Linked DNA regions of Mus musculus: all the other regions are linked to region 2. The links are chromatin contacts, called in public Hi-C and HiChIP or PLAC-seq maps. All regions are on one chromosome and are shown on one strand. The core of a region is the stretch at or near the end of the contact, and the rest is flanking DNA. Distances in the headings are between cores, read along the strand shown. Region 1 overlaps Prkn (parkin RBR E3 ubiquitin protein ligase). Region 2 has its middle 44 kb from the start of 1700010I14Rik. Region 3 overlaps Prkn (parkin RBR E3 ubiquitin protein ligase).

Region 1 (3,903 bases), core at 922-3,421, 2.6 Mb after region 2:
CTCTGTCACTGTCATTTTGCCAAAGTAAGGAGGGAGCAGATCATCTGTAATCACCCACCGTGTCACAGGTACTTAGAAATATATCTGAGTGAAGCTTTTCTGTCTATTCCACTGTATCTGGTACTGAGGCTGTGAGTGGAAGTTAATGGCTACTTGTATGTTTCTGTAGCCATTTATATCTCCTGGTTAAAGCTGGGTACACAGGAGGCCGAACTCATGGATTCAGCCTATTAGCATCTCTGTCTCTAGAATGTCAGTACCATACTGTCACTACTATACAGAGCCAATGTTTTCTGTTGTTAGAGAGTCTTTGTAAAGTGAATGAACTGGGTCCCCGAGACTAGCCAGTGTCTGGCTTTGCTGTAGCCTGGGAGCACAGTCACAGCAGGCTTTGGTAACTTTGTCAGGATTTCCCAGGCTGCTTTTCTTTGATCTCTTTAATGTGCTAGATACCATTAGGAGTCTGTGGGCAAAGCAAGAACAGAGACCGCATTTATGCTGCAGACAGCAGACACATGCCTATGATTGACATTTGATATCCCATGATTATTGCGGTCTTACAATAGTCAGAATGAACCTAAGTCCCCATGGATGGATGTTTAAAGTGGGGGAAATGTGCTCCATATACACAACAGGAAACTATGTTTAAATAGTTTAGACATAGGAAGCAGTGGCCCTGTAATTTATAGGAACACAGGTAACCTTGGAGAGATAATCCAGGCATAGCAAAGGAAATACTGCGAGGGCTCACTTAAACATGTGGACTCTGTAAAAAGACATGCTCATCTGGAGAAGCAGGGCAACCAGAGGGTAAGGATCAGAGCACATATGACATGTGAATTAGACAGGAATAATAACTTCAAGAGCTCTGTCATATAACATGGTGACTATACTTACTAAAAATAGGACATGCTGGAAGGCTGGTAAGGGAACAGATTTTAAGTCTCTTTGCCATAAATGGAGATAAAAACTACGGTAGGTCATGAATATGCTAATTAACTTGATTCAGCAGTTCCACAGTATCTACACAGCTCAAAATGTCATATTGCATATCATCATAAACTGATACTATTTTTATTTACCGACCTTAAACATAACAAAAGAGAATATGTATAATAAATACTTCTTAAAAGATGAAAGTAATAGAAGAAAATGGCTTGGTTCAAGAGTCAGTGTCCCCATGAGACTTTGCCGCTAGTAAGATAAAGACACTGCCGTGGTACAAATGAGTCTGTGGACAGATGTCATGCCTTGATCTCAATAAACCTAGAGACAAGAACAGGTTCCTACAACTCACGTAGGAATGACTCTTTGTGACCCTAGAAGACGAGGTAAGGAACAGCAGCCTGCCCCCATGGCTGTGAAGGGCAACGAGGAGCTTGTGATGGCAGTCAACAGATTACCAGCATAGTCAAAGCAGGTCCCTCCATTCTCATGCTCCTTACCTAGTGCTGGCCCATTGGGGGAACCCCTTTTCCTTATTCTAAAGCACCTTGAAAACAATGTTGTTTGCATGTTGCTCTTGAGATAACTGGCCCCCTTTCCATTGCATCATAATGATAAGATGTGAGAAGAGTTGCAGGGGTGTTAAGGGCCCTCCTCTTTCTGGAGCTGGGGAGTTATTATTTCAGATGGAAACAGTTCAGCCACAGAACATCCATTAGTCAGGCTGCCAGCGTGTTGTGGCCACAATATCCATGTGGTAACCATCCCAACTTACTTCTTGTCCGCAGACCCCTCCTCATAAGCTGCATGCATCAGGCCTACACCCTGCTGCAGGCTGCATTCCCATCTCGGTGGGTGTGATGCTCAACCTTGATTATCAGATTGATGTAATTTAGCGTCACTATGGAAACAAACCTCTGGGCACGTCTTGATTGGACTAATTGAGGTAGGAAAACGCATCCTTGGTGTGAAGAGAATCCTAATCCTTCCATGGTGGAGGATGGAGGACATCCCAAGATGGATGAAAAGGAAAAGCTGGCTGAGGACCAACATTTATCACTCCCTGCATCCTGAGTATATAATGTAACTGGATGCCCCATGTTCCTGCCACCACTCTGGCTCCACCAGGATGGACTGCCCCTCCAACTGTGATCCAAGAGAACCCTTCCTTGCTTAAGGATTTTTTTGTCAGAGCATCACCGAAAGCAGCTCACTGCGTGAGTCATATCACTGCACTCCAAGTGAAAGCAAGGTGGCACTCTGCCACTCACACAGGCTCACGAGAGGGGTTGCAGGTGAGAGTGGAGCAGAAGTCTTCCCGTTTGGAGTGTCCTCTTCCAGTCATGCATCCCAGCATGACTTTCTCTTCCCACCCTGCTCCACGCATCCATCCCTACATGCCTCTGTGTTTAATGGATGCTGTCAGAAAGGCTACCAAGCAAATATGTTTAGTGTCTTTGGGAATGGAAGTTATGAGTTAAGGCTTCTGCCAGATTCAATCTTGGTCTGGGCATGATTGGAAAATGTGTGTTGTGGCCATCTGTCTAGAACTGACTGGGTGGAACGCTGAGACTTGCCACATCTGAGACAGGGTGGCAATCACATTTCATGGAAGAAAAATGGCAGTGAGCAAAACATGGGTGCAGACACCCACAAATTGAACTGTTAGGAGCCTTCACTCTCGAATTTGTACAGTAATGGGTTTTCCGCAAGAATGAACAGAATTGCCTTAGTTTTCCCCCTGCACTCTCAGTGTGTGCAAGTCTTCATTTATTTAAATACATGCATATGCCGTGTGTTCTCCACAGCCTCACCCACATTTGCCTTATCTAAACAGAGTCAATTTTTAGATTTTCATTTTCCAAGTTAAAAATCTTATTTTAATTTGGTTTTCTCTTCTTTTGAACTCCACTTGAAATATGATTTTTGCTACCATTTAACACATTTCCATTGATTTTTCTCTTAACTCCTTGTATTGAGTTTCAGAGCGGTGCCACAGGTCACTCAGCACCACCATGTTTTGAAGTAGACACCATGACAATGATAACAACTTTGGTTTCAGGTGCCTCCTCGCTCATAGATCACCAGAAAGCGTTTACATCAATCAATTGGCTCACACTTTACCCAGAGTGCTCTGGGGAGCAGAGCCTTAGGCTAGAATGAATAGTGCTGACACTGTTTGGGAACTGAAAGCCCAGGGTGGCTAGGGTGAAAAATAAAGAGGAATTAAAGCCAGAAGAAATGATAAGCAATCTGCTGCATTCCTGCAGGCTGCAGCTTGGGGGGCGGGGGTGGGAATGAAAGAAGCACAGCTGTCCTCTTAGCAGGGCATTTGTGTGGCACGCATTGAGGGGAATGTGCAAAGGAAAAGACTCCACTAGGTTCCCTTCTTGGAAAGGAGCTATCCTTGCTGTCTGGTAACTATGTGCTCCTGGGAGATTGACACCCCACATGCCAGGCAGGAGCACCCAAGTTTTTTGCAAAGGCTACAGAGACAAAATCCCACTGAGCCTATGACAGTTCACTCAAGCTTGCAAGGCAGACAAGAGGACAGACAGTCCCTGCTGGACTGCACATAGAGGACAACAGAAACCATGCCACCCAAGTCTAGCTTGTTGAAGCAAAGCATGTATTGGGGTTCCTTACGGAAATGAGAAGAATGAGTGGGTCCTCATGGGAGTAAGCGTTGGCTATTACTTATAGAAGCTTGGTAAGGAGTTCGTCACAGCAGCCTGGGTGTGAGGAGTGGGGAGGGGGAAGAGTGTTTCCTCACAGCCCTGGGTGGTGGGCTCCTCACTGCAGTGTGGAGCTTTGCCATCACACACTCACTGTAGTGCTGCTGCAGGTCTCTGTTCTTTGAGCATATGCAGGACTACTGGTAGATTCTATTTCAAGTAACTGCAGTTGGGAAAAGAAAAGGTGCATGTAGTATGTTCGGGTCTGTGTACATCATGATAT
Region 2 (3,794 bases), core at 244-2,743:
ACAACCCTTGTTTCTGTTTTTTTTTTTTTTTTTTTTTTTTTTTTTTTTTTAAGTTTCTCTGGTGTTCCTTTACTTGGCAGAAAGTGGACTCACTCAACTTGAGCATCAATTCTGGAACAATCTCAGTTTGTAACACTCTCATCTGTGTGGTGTTAGGTCTGTAGCGGCTGTTCATGTGAGTAGTATGCATTGAAGCTGTTCTCTGAAGGATCAGATTATAAGCTGCCCTTTGCCAGAAGGGGGCAACATACCAGAGAGACCAGTGAGACCTCTAACAGCCCTAAGCATCTCAGACACCTGCTTCTAACACCTTGCTTTCACAGAAGAGCTCGCTGGTGTCCTGAAGCCTCGGAGCTGACGGGAAATCAGTCATTCTGGGCAGCATCCTTAAGCTTTGATCTTTCCAGCAGCAATGTGAATTTTACATATTTTTTTTCCCCCCACCGGCATACTTTGTTAGGTTTTTTTTTTTTTTTTTTTTTTATCACAAAAGACTAAGGCTTAGCCTTTGATAAATTCTCATTTGCAGAGATAAAGTAAAAGGGGGAAAAAGCATTGGGACCTTATAGGAAATGGCAATTTCACCCCAACACCCCCCCCCACCACACACACTCATGCAGTGATAATTTCGAAGTTTAGAAGGGTAACACACACACACACACACACACACACACACACACACATATACACACACACACACACACACACACACACACACACACACACACACACACACACACACACACACACACACACACACACACACACACACACACACACACACACACACACACACACACACACACACACACACACACACACACACACACACACACACACACACACACACACACACACACACACACACACACACACACACACACACACACACACACACACACACACACACACACACACACACACACACACACACACACACACACACACACACACACACACACACACACACACACACACACACACACACACACACACACACACACACACACACACACACACACACACACACACACAGACACACACACACACACACACACACACACACACACACACACACACACACACACACACACACACACACACACATACACACACACGCACACACACACACCTACCCCTTCAAGCATGAAAAAAGCATTTGAATTAAGCCAGGCACACAAAGCAAGAGAATTGTGGAGAGAAGCTCTCTGACAGGCAAGCCTGCTCTTTATTCTCTTGAGCTAATTCTGCCACACGACACACTGGCATCCAGAAAAGTAAGATTCTGACAGGCTAATTTCAGCTTGTGCTTCCAATGAAATGTACATAAGGCACTTGTTACGTCTAGTGACAGTCAGTGTCATTTTCTGTTTAAAAGCAATCCATTTGTGTGGATGCCTAGGAGAGCAGGTGCCCGTTGAGGGAGTAGGAAGGGCGTTTGGGGTCTAGTGAAGGTTTGCACGGCCGCTTGGCTGAGGCAAGGGAAGTGAGGCTCGGCCCGGATCATCAGGCTGGATTATCAGGCTGCTTGGGTTCAAGGACAGAGTCATCAAGTCAAGCTGGTGTCTGTCCATGACTTCCCCCGTCAGCGGTAAGATCTTAGGACCTATAGAACAGACGATCAGGTGGTGATATCGTTTGCTTATCAGTCCAGCTTGCTGCAGCTGCGAAGTAGAAAAGCTAAAAACAAAGTCTCTGAGGACAGACACATCAGAATACGGAAACAGAACACCAAAAAAACAAAACGGAGGCAGGCTAAAGGAGGACACGTGTGACCAGTAGGTGGCGCCATTATACCGCACAGAACCCGGCTTTCTGGCAGAGCTCTACTGGGGAGATTAGAGCCATATACAATTTCCTGTTGGCATTGAAGGTGAAGTCAAGGGTTGATATAAAGAGCTCCATGAGGCTCTGAAAATGCCGCATGCCGGCAGCAACCCAGGCTCACCCTTAAAAGAACTTCAGGAGTGAGGGCGCCAAGGAGGATACTGAGTCATAGCCCCATCGAAATAGTGTCTGATGTCACTGGCGAAAATAGACCCGGAGATCTCTTCTGTTTATCCCGCTGTAAAGAGGTGACATTCATCGGGTGACTAGAGAGTTCATTTAATTATAAAAGACAGAGCCATAATAGAGAAGCAGGATACGACTCCCTTGTCTAAAAGGTGTGGTGGATATTTGGAACCATGTATTTCCTAACCTGTGGTTTACAGCGTCTTTTAAAATTTGCTTTCCAAAGGAAACAGCATTTGGAACAGCAAAGATTGCTCAGGTCAAGACAGTGTGTAATTACAGTGCCAGATGGAGACTATTTCTGCCAACCACGATTCTAATTTCGTCTTTCCCTTTACCCAGTACTAAATTGAGTCTACTTAATAGAGACGCGTACTGCCAAAGCCACCCACAGCCCGTGTCCCATTCTGATTTCCACCTATCTTGTAAGATTTCAGACAAGCTTGAGGTTTAGATTGAACAAAGACAAGCTGAGCTACCATAGGGCTGGCTAATCTACAAAGAGGATCTGGGGGTGGGGTGGGTGCTTAAACAGTACATAGAGTGGGCAGGCACAGTCCTCTGACCAGAAAAGCCTCAGGCAAGGACAGTCTGGCACCCCCCTGTTGTGGATTTAAACTACCATTTCTTTGCACTGACTCTCAACTATCTCAGCAGGGATTTTGCTCAGCAATCTTTGCAGAGCCTGTTTCTTCCCTACATACTGAGTATGAGCAGTGGGTAGGGTTTTATTTCATCCTCCTTCCCCAAAATCACTGTGGTTTCAGGGAACTAGAACAGAACATGGGCCTCAGTGTGGGGCAGCTGTAGAGCAGTGATCTGACCATGGAAGCTAGCTTCGCCACAGGGGTGTACTTTTTGTTTGTAGGGACTAGAAAGTATGGGAATAGGTATGAAAGGAATAGGGCTGGACAGAAGGGAGGAATGGGAGAAATGAGGGGGAGAGGGGTGGAGAAAAGAATAGAGGGGAGGAGAGGATGGGAGGGGAGAAAAGAGGAGGGGAGGAGAAAAGGAGAGGGGGAGGGCAGAGGAGAAGAGGGGAAAAGAGGATAGGGGAAGGAAGAGAAGAAGGGAAGATGAGCGAGGAGGGGGAGGAGAGGAGAGGGGAGGGAAGAGGAGGGAAGGAAAATGGAAAGGGGAGAGGGAGAAAGGAGAGGAGAGGGGAGGGGAAAAGGGAGGGGAATGTAGAGGAGGGGAGTGGGGAGGGAAGAGGAGAAGAGGGGAAAAGAGGATAGGGGAAAGAAGAGAAGAAGGGAAGATGAGCGAGGAGGGGGAGGGGGAAAGGAGAAGAAAAGGGAAGGGAAAAAGGGAGGGGAATGTAGAGGAGGGGAGTGGGGAGGGAAGAGGAGAAGGAAAGTCAGAAGAGGAGGGGAAGGGGAAGAGAAGGGAAGGGAGGAGAGGGGAGGGAAGCCCCATAGAACTTGATCAATGATAAGGATGTACAGCCGAAGCTTCGGAGTGTACATCTGGAAGATCCACTCTGTTGTGTTCAGCTTGTTTTCTTTCTTATCAGAGAGAGCTGCTATTACCTACATCAGGGTCCTATTTACGCAATCATGGCAATTTTCCAAAAGGGATTTAATGATTACACAATTTCATAAACCCAAGAGCTGAGTTCTCTCTTATCCGAGTCCTGAAGCCACCCCTAGCTCTTTCTGCAATCTCTCTATTCACTCACCCTTTGAATGACACCGCCTCCTGTGGTCATGCTTTTACCAACTTCAATAACTGTTTCCCATAGGCATGTCTCAGTGGATGTAGGGGCATCCACTGGGACAGGG
Region 3 (3,497 bases), core at 405-2,904, 2.9 Mb after region 2:
TTCTGGGGCTCCTGGATTTCCAGTGACCTTGTGCAGCAGAGTCTTCCATCCCCATCCGGTGCCCTCAGCTAGGAGCACACAGGTTAAAAGAGCTAACACATATATGTATAACAAAGATGCAGAGACTTGGGTGCAAAGCTCTGTCAACCGCGTCCATCCCCTGGGAAGCTGCGTGTCTCCCCTCCCTAGCTATGATTCCAGCCCAGTGCAAAATGGTAAATTATTTAAAACATTATGAAATCGGGGTGGGCTCGACTCTTTATTTTGTTAATGTAAACAGTCCCTTCAGTGTGAACTATTCGGGTGTCAACAGAGGTCCAGACGTCAAACTATAACCTCAAGACACAGGCTAGCTCCCAGCAAGCAGATAGAAAGCATGAGGAAGGAAGGAGAAAGGGGGGAAAAAAATCTGGGGAGATGGTCCGGCCAGCCAGCCAGCATGTGAGAGTGCTGACTCGGCAAGCATAAGGAGCAGGGCTCAGACTCCCAGTAAGCCCAGGATAGGGGAAGCAGAAACAGGTCCTAGCTCAACAAGAGCTCCCTGTTCAGGGTGGACTCTGCCAAAGCAGAGACAGAAAGAGACAGAGGAAGACACACAATGTCATGCTCTGGCCTCCGTGTATGAGAGCATAACACAGGCATATGTACAGTCATATACATGGACTACATGTCACACACAGCACACACACATACACGAATGCACACAAACACACACACAAGCACACACACACACAGAGAGATGAGGATGGAAGGCTGGGCATGGAGCCAGAGATCTTCAGCTTCATCTGTTATATTTCTATGTGGTTAAAGTAAAAATGGCCTCTATACCAGCATGTGCATGGGCTGGGCAGTGACCATGGAGTAGTTATTACATCACTGTGTGTTTTCTGTGTGTCTGAAATACGTCACTACATACATGCATGTATGCACAGACACCAACATGATTTTAGAGACATGAGAAGGAAAGGAGAGATAGGACAGCAATATGTAATCTCCTCCATATTATTTCCTATACAGGAGGGGCTTTTGTTACACTTAAATCAATACAGAGAAGGAAATTATCCATAACTAAAACAAATGTACATGCATTTGCACTGAGCTTGTTTCTGGAAAGGTTTGGGGGATATTCTATGTTGTTTGTGGGCTAAAAGTGAATTTGTGGGCTAAAAGTGAATTTTAGGTTTTAGCAGTGGGAAACCCTGGATTAAGCATTTCATAGAGAATTGAAGAACTCAGTCCCCCAGGGGCAAAGTGGCCAGTGAACAGCAGTCCCTCTCTGAGTGAAAAAGAGCTTTGCTTAACTTCACAGGGGGACTTAACTGTCCTAGTAGCAGGTAGCGTGTTGCTATAGTAACAGCTCGGTGTGGGGTGAGGAGGAAAATGGGATAAAAAGGGATGTTTTTCCTTCTCTCAGGTTCTTGCCTTAAAAGATCATTTAGAAGTCACCTACCCAGCACTGGATAAACAGAAGTCCTACTTAGCCTTGAGAGAGGAAAGAGCCTCTGTCCCTGAGGCCAGCTGTTCCTGTATGGGTGCGGAGCGGCTGAAACAGAATTAGAAATATTTCACTGGGGGGGTGGGTGGCATTGTCCCTCCACGTGCATACGGCAGGAAAATAGATTGGTAGACTGCATGAAACTCAAATTTAAAGAAACCCAAAGAGCTGACTGCTCCGTGGCTGCCTCCCACAGGAGCCTCCCTCACTCCGGCTTCGTGTTCCCAGAGTGGGAGGGTGGGCGGAAATTAGATAAGGATAAATTGTCTCACTTGTGGAGAGCTTCAATTTGATAGAGAGGGGAGGCCTAATAAATCACAGAGAGAAAAGAGGCTCCATTTGCTTTAAATTTCAACGTACACTTTAGGTTAACAAGGTTAAAAACAGATTGCCCTCAGAACAGGTATGAATCCCTTCCGCGGCTCGGAGGCCCCAAACATCCTGTTTGTCTCCCTGCTTCCAAATAGTCATAGCTGACTCATGCTATGCTGCCCAGCTGGGTTAGCCCCAGGCCCAAACCCTGACTCTCTGTGGCTTTCCTGGCAATCCCCAACTCTCCCCAAGTCTCACCCGCACACGGGGCTTCCCCAGAGGCCCACAGCCCTAGCACACCCTACATTGTTGTCCTCCTATCCCCCGAAATGAAAAAAGAAAAAAAAAATTAAAACGGAGGACATGACCATTGCTCCTAGTTCTGTAGATAGAGAAGGTTTATCATGACATCTGGGACAGTCCAGAGTGAACAGGGCCAGACTGAGCCAGGCCATGTGAGAAGAGGGGAGAGAGGAGAAAGGGAAGATGGGAGAGCCAGGTGACCAGGAGACCAAGAGACCAAACAGGCAAAAGAGTAAAAAGGACCAGCAGAGCCAAAATGGCTGGATTATCTAGGGAAAGCAGCAAGGGGAAGGGCAACCCAGCCCTTAGGCTGTAGGGTTCAGGGTAGGGGGCAGTGGTATATTCCAGTAAGGAGGACCCCATAACAGATAGGGATTGAGGGATGATGGGAGAACCTTGTGACCAGGAGGCTCCTCCCACCTCTACTGTAACATGTGAGGCTCGGAGCAGAGGAAGGAAGCCCCCACAGAAGCTTTGAGTCCTCTGGAGGCTGGCGGCAGGAGTGAAGGCTCATCTTGTCATGGTGCTCAGCTGCCCCAGATACAGGGACACACATTGTACTGCCAGGTACCAGGGCATGTTGGCATCACAGATACTGCACCGTCCAGCTTCACCACACTGCAGCAGGTGCAGATGCCTCACTCTCAGGGTCCTAGTGGACCTCAGAGATGGCAGCCAGTAAACGCTAAGATGCTATGAAGCCCACAAAAAGGCTCACAGAGGTCTTCCATCAGACTTGGAGGAAGGAGGCTCTTCTTTATACCCCCACAGGGGTATGACTTGTAGGGAATGTGCCCTGAGGCCAGCTGCTCTGCCCACACTACCCTGCTTGAATGTTGGACGGTCACTGTCCTTATCAGTGGCCACACAGCCTCCTGGTGGGCATCACAAAGTGTGGACCTGTCTCCCCGTCCTTTCCTGGTTGGTGTAGGCAGAAGCAGGTAGAGACTCAAGTTTGGCAAGATGGAAGGTGGGGTTCAAGAACCCCAGGTTGCTGAAGAATGTATCGGTCTGCGAAGTGAGTGTAGTTACTCTTGCAGCCCAGCGTAAAACTCGGGCAGGTAGAAACAGCGCCAGATATCCTAATTAGTAAGACCATAGACTGAATATACAAAAATGCAAACCAGAGCGAAATGGGGGCTTTTCTCGTAAACTATCACGTCAGCGAAACAGGAACAAGCCCACTAAACTGATAGCTTACACATATCTCCAGCCGAAACCACAGGGGAGCTCTCTCCAAAATAATCGAAAACCAAAATAAATTACATGTAAGGATTCTGCCCGTACACTATGTCAAGAACGTCATTCCATCCATCACTGGAACAAACGTCCCTCCCACACTATGGTAGCTCTTGTTGCAAAGCTCTCTCTCTCTCACTCTGAAGCC

What was found. A called contact is a pair of places that touch in the nucleus more often than the background predicts. HiChIP or PLAC-seq counts read pairs in DNA pulled down with a chosen protein or histone mark.
Region 1: a contact with region 2 is called in a Hi-C map of cortical neurons, with 5 times the contacts expected there. The contact joins two enhancer-like sites. A contact is called at or near these places in 8 of 484 Hi-C or Micro-C datasets (brain, cardiomyocytes, cerebellar granule neurons and 4 more) and 2 of 115 datasets of contacts at active chromatin or transcription factors (astrocytes and oligodendrocyte precursor cells).
Region 3: a contact with region 2 is called in an H3K27ac HiChIP or PLAC-seq map of SST interneurons, with 13 times the contacts expected there. The contact joins two enhancer-like sites. A contact is called at or near these places in 3 of 115 datasets of contacts at active chromatin or transcription factors (SST interneurons, astrocytes and stem cell-derived neural progenitor cells).

The regions. Positions count from the first base shown.
Region 1 is chr17:11,616,875-11,620,777 of GRCm38.p6, forward strand. All of the region lies in intron 6 of Prkn (parkin RBR E3 ubiquitin protein ligase), which reads left to right. Among named protein-coding and RNA genes, the nearest start is that of Gm41525, 46 kb to the right of the region's middle. Within about 2 kb of position 2,172, at least 16 of the 459 cell types and tissues checked have an H3K27ac peak or open chromatin away from gene starts, as enhancers often do. A contact at or near this core is called in brain, cerebral cortex and cortical neurons, where this site is marked.
Region 2 is chr17:9,030,133-9,033,926 of GRCm38.p6, forward strand. No RefSeq gene overlaps it. Among named protein-coding and RNA genes, the nearest start is that of 1700010I14Rik, 44 kb to the left of the region's middle. Within about 2 kb of position 1,494, at least 64 of the 459 cell types and tissues checked have an H3K27ac peak or open chromatin away from gene starts, as enhancers often do. A contact at or near this core is called in SST interneurons, brain, cerebral cortex and 1 more, where this site is marked.
Region 3 is chr17:11,948,402-11,951,898 of GRCm38.p6, forward strand. All of the region lies in intron 9 of Prkn (parkin RBR E3 ubiquitin protein ligase), which reads left to right. Among named protein-coding and RNA genes, the nearest start is that of D17Ertd648e, 67 kb to the left of the region's middle. Within about 2 kb of position 1,655, at least 28 of the 459 cell types and tissues checked have an H3K27ac peak or open chromatin away from gene starts, as enhancers often do. A contact at or near this core is called in SST interneurons, where this site is marked.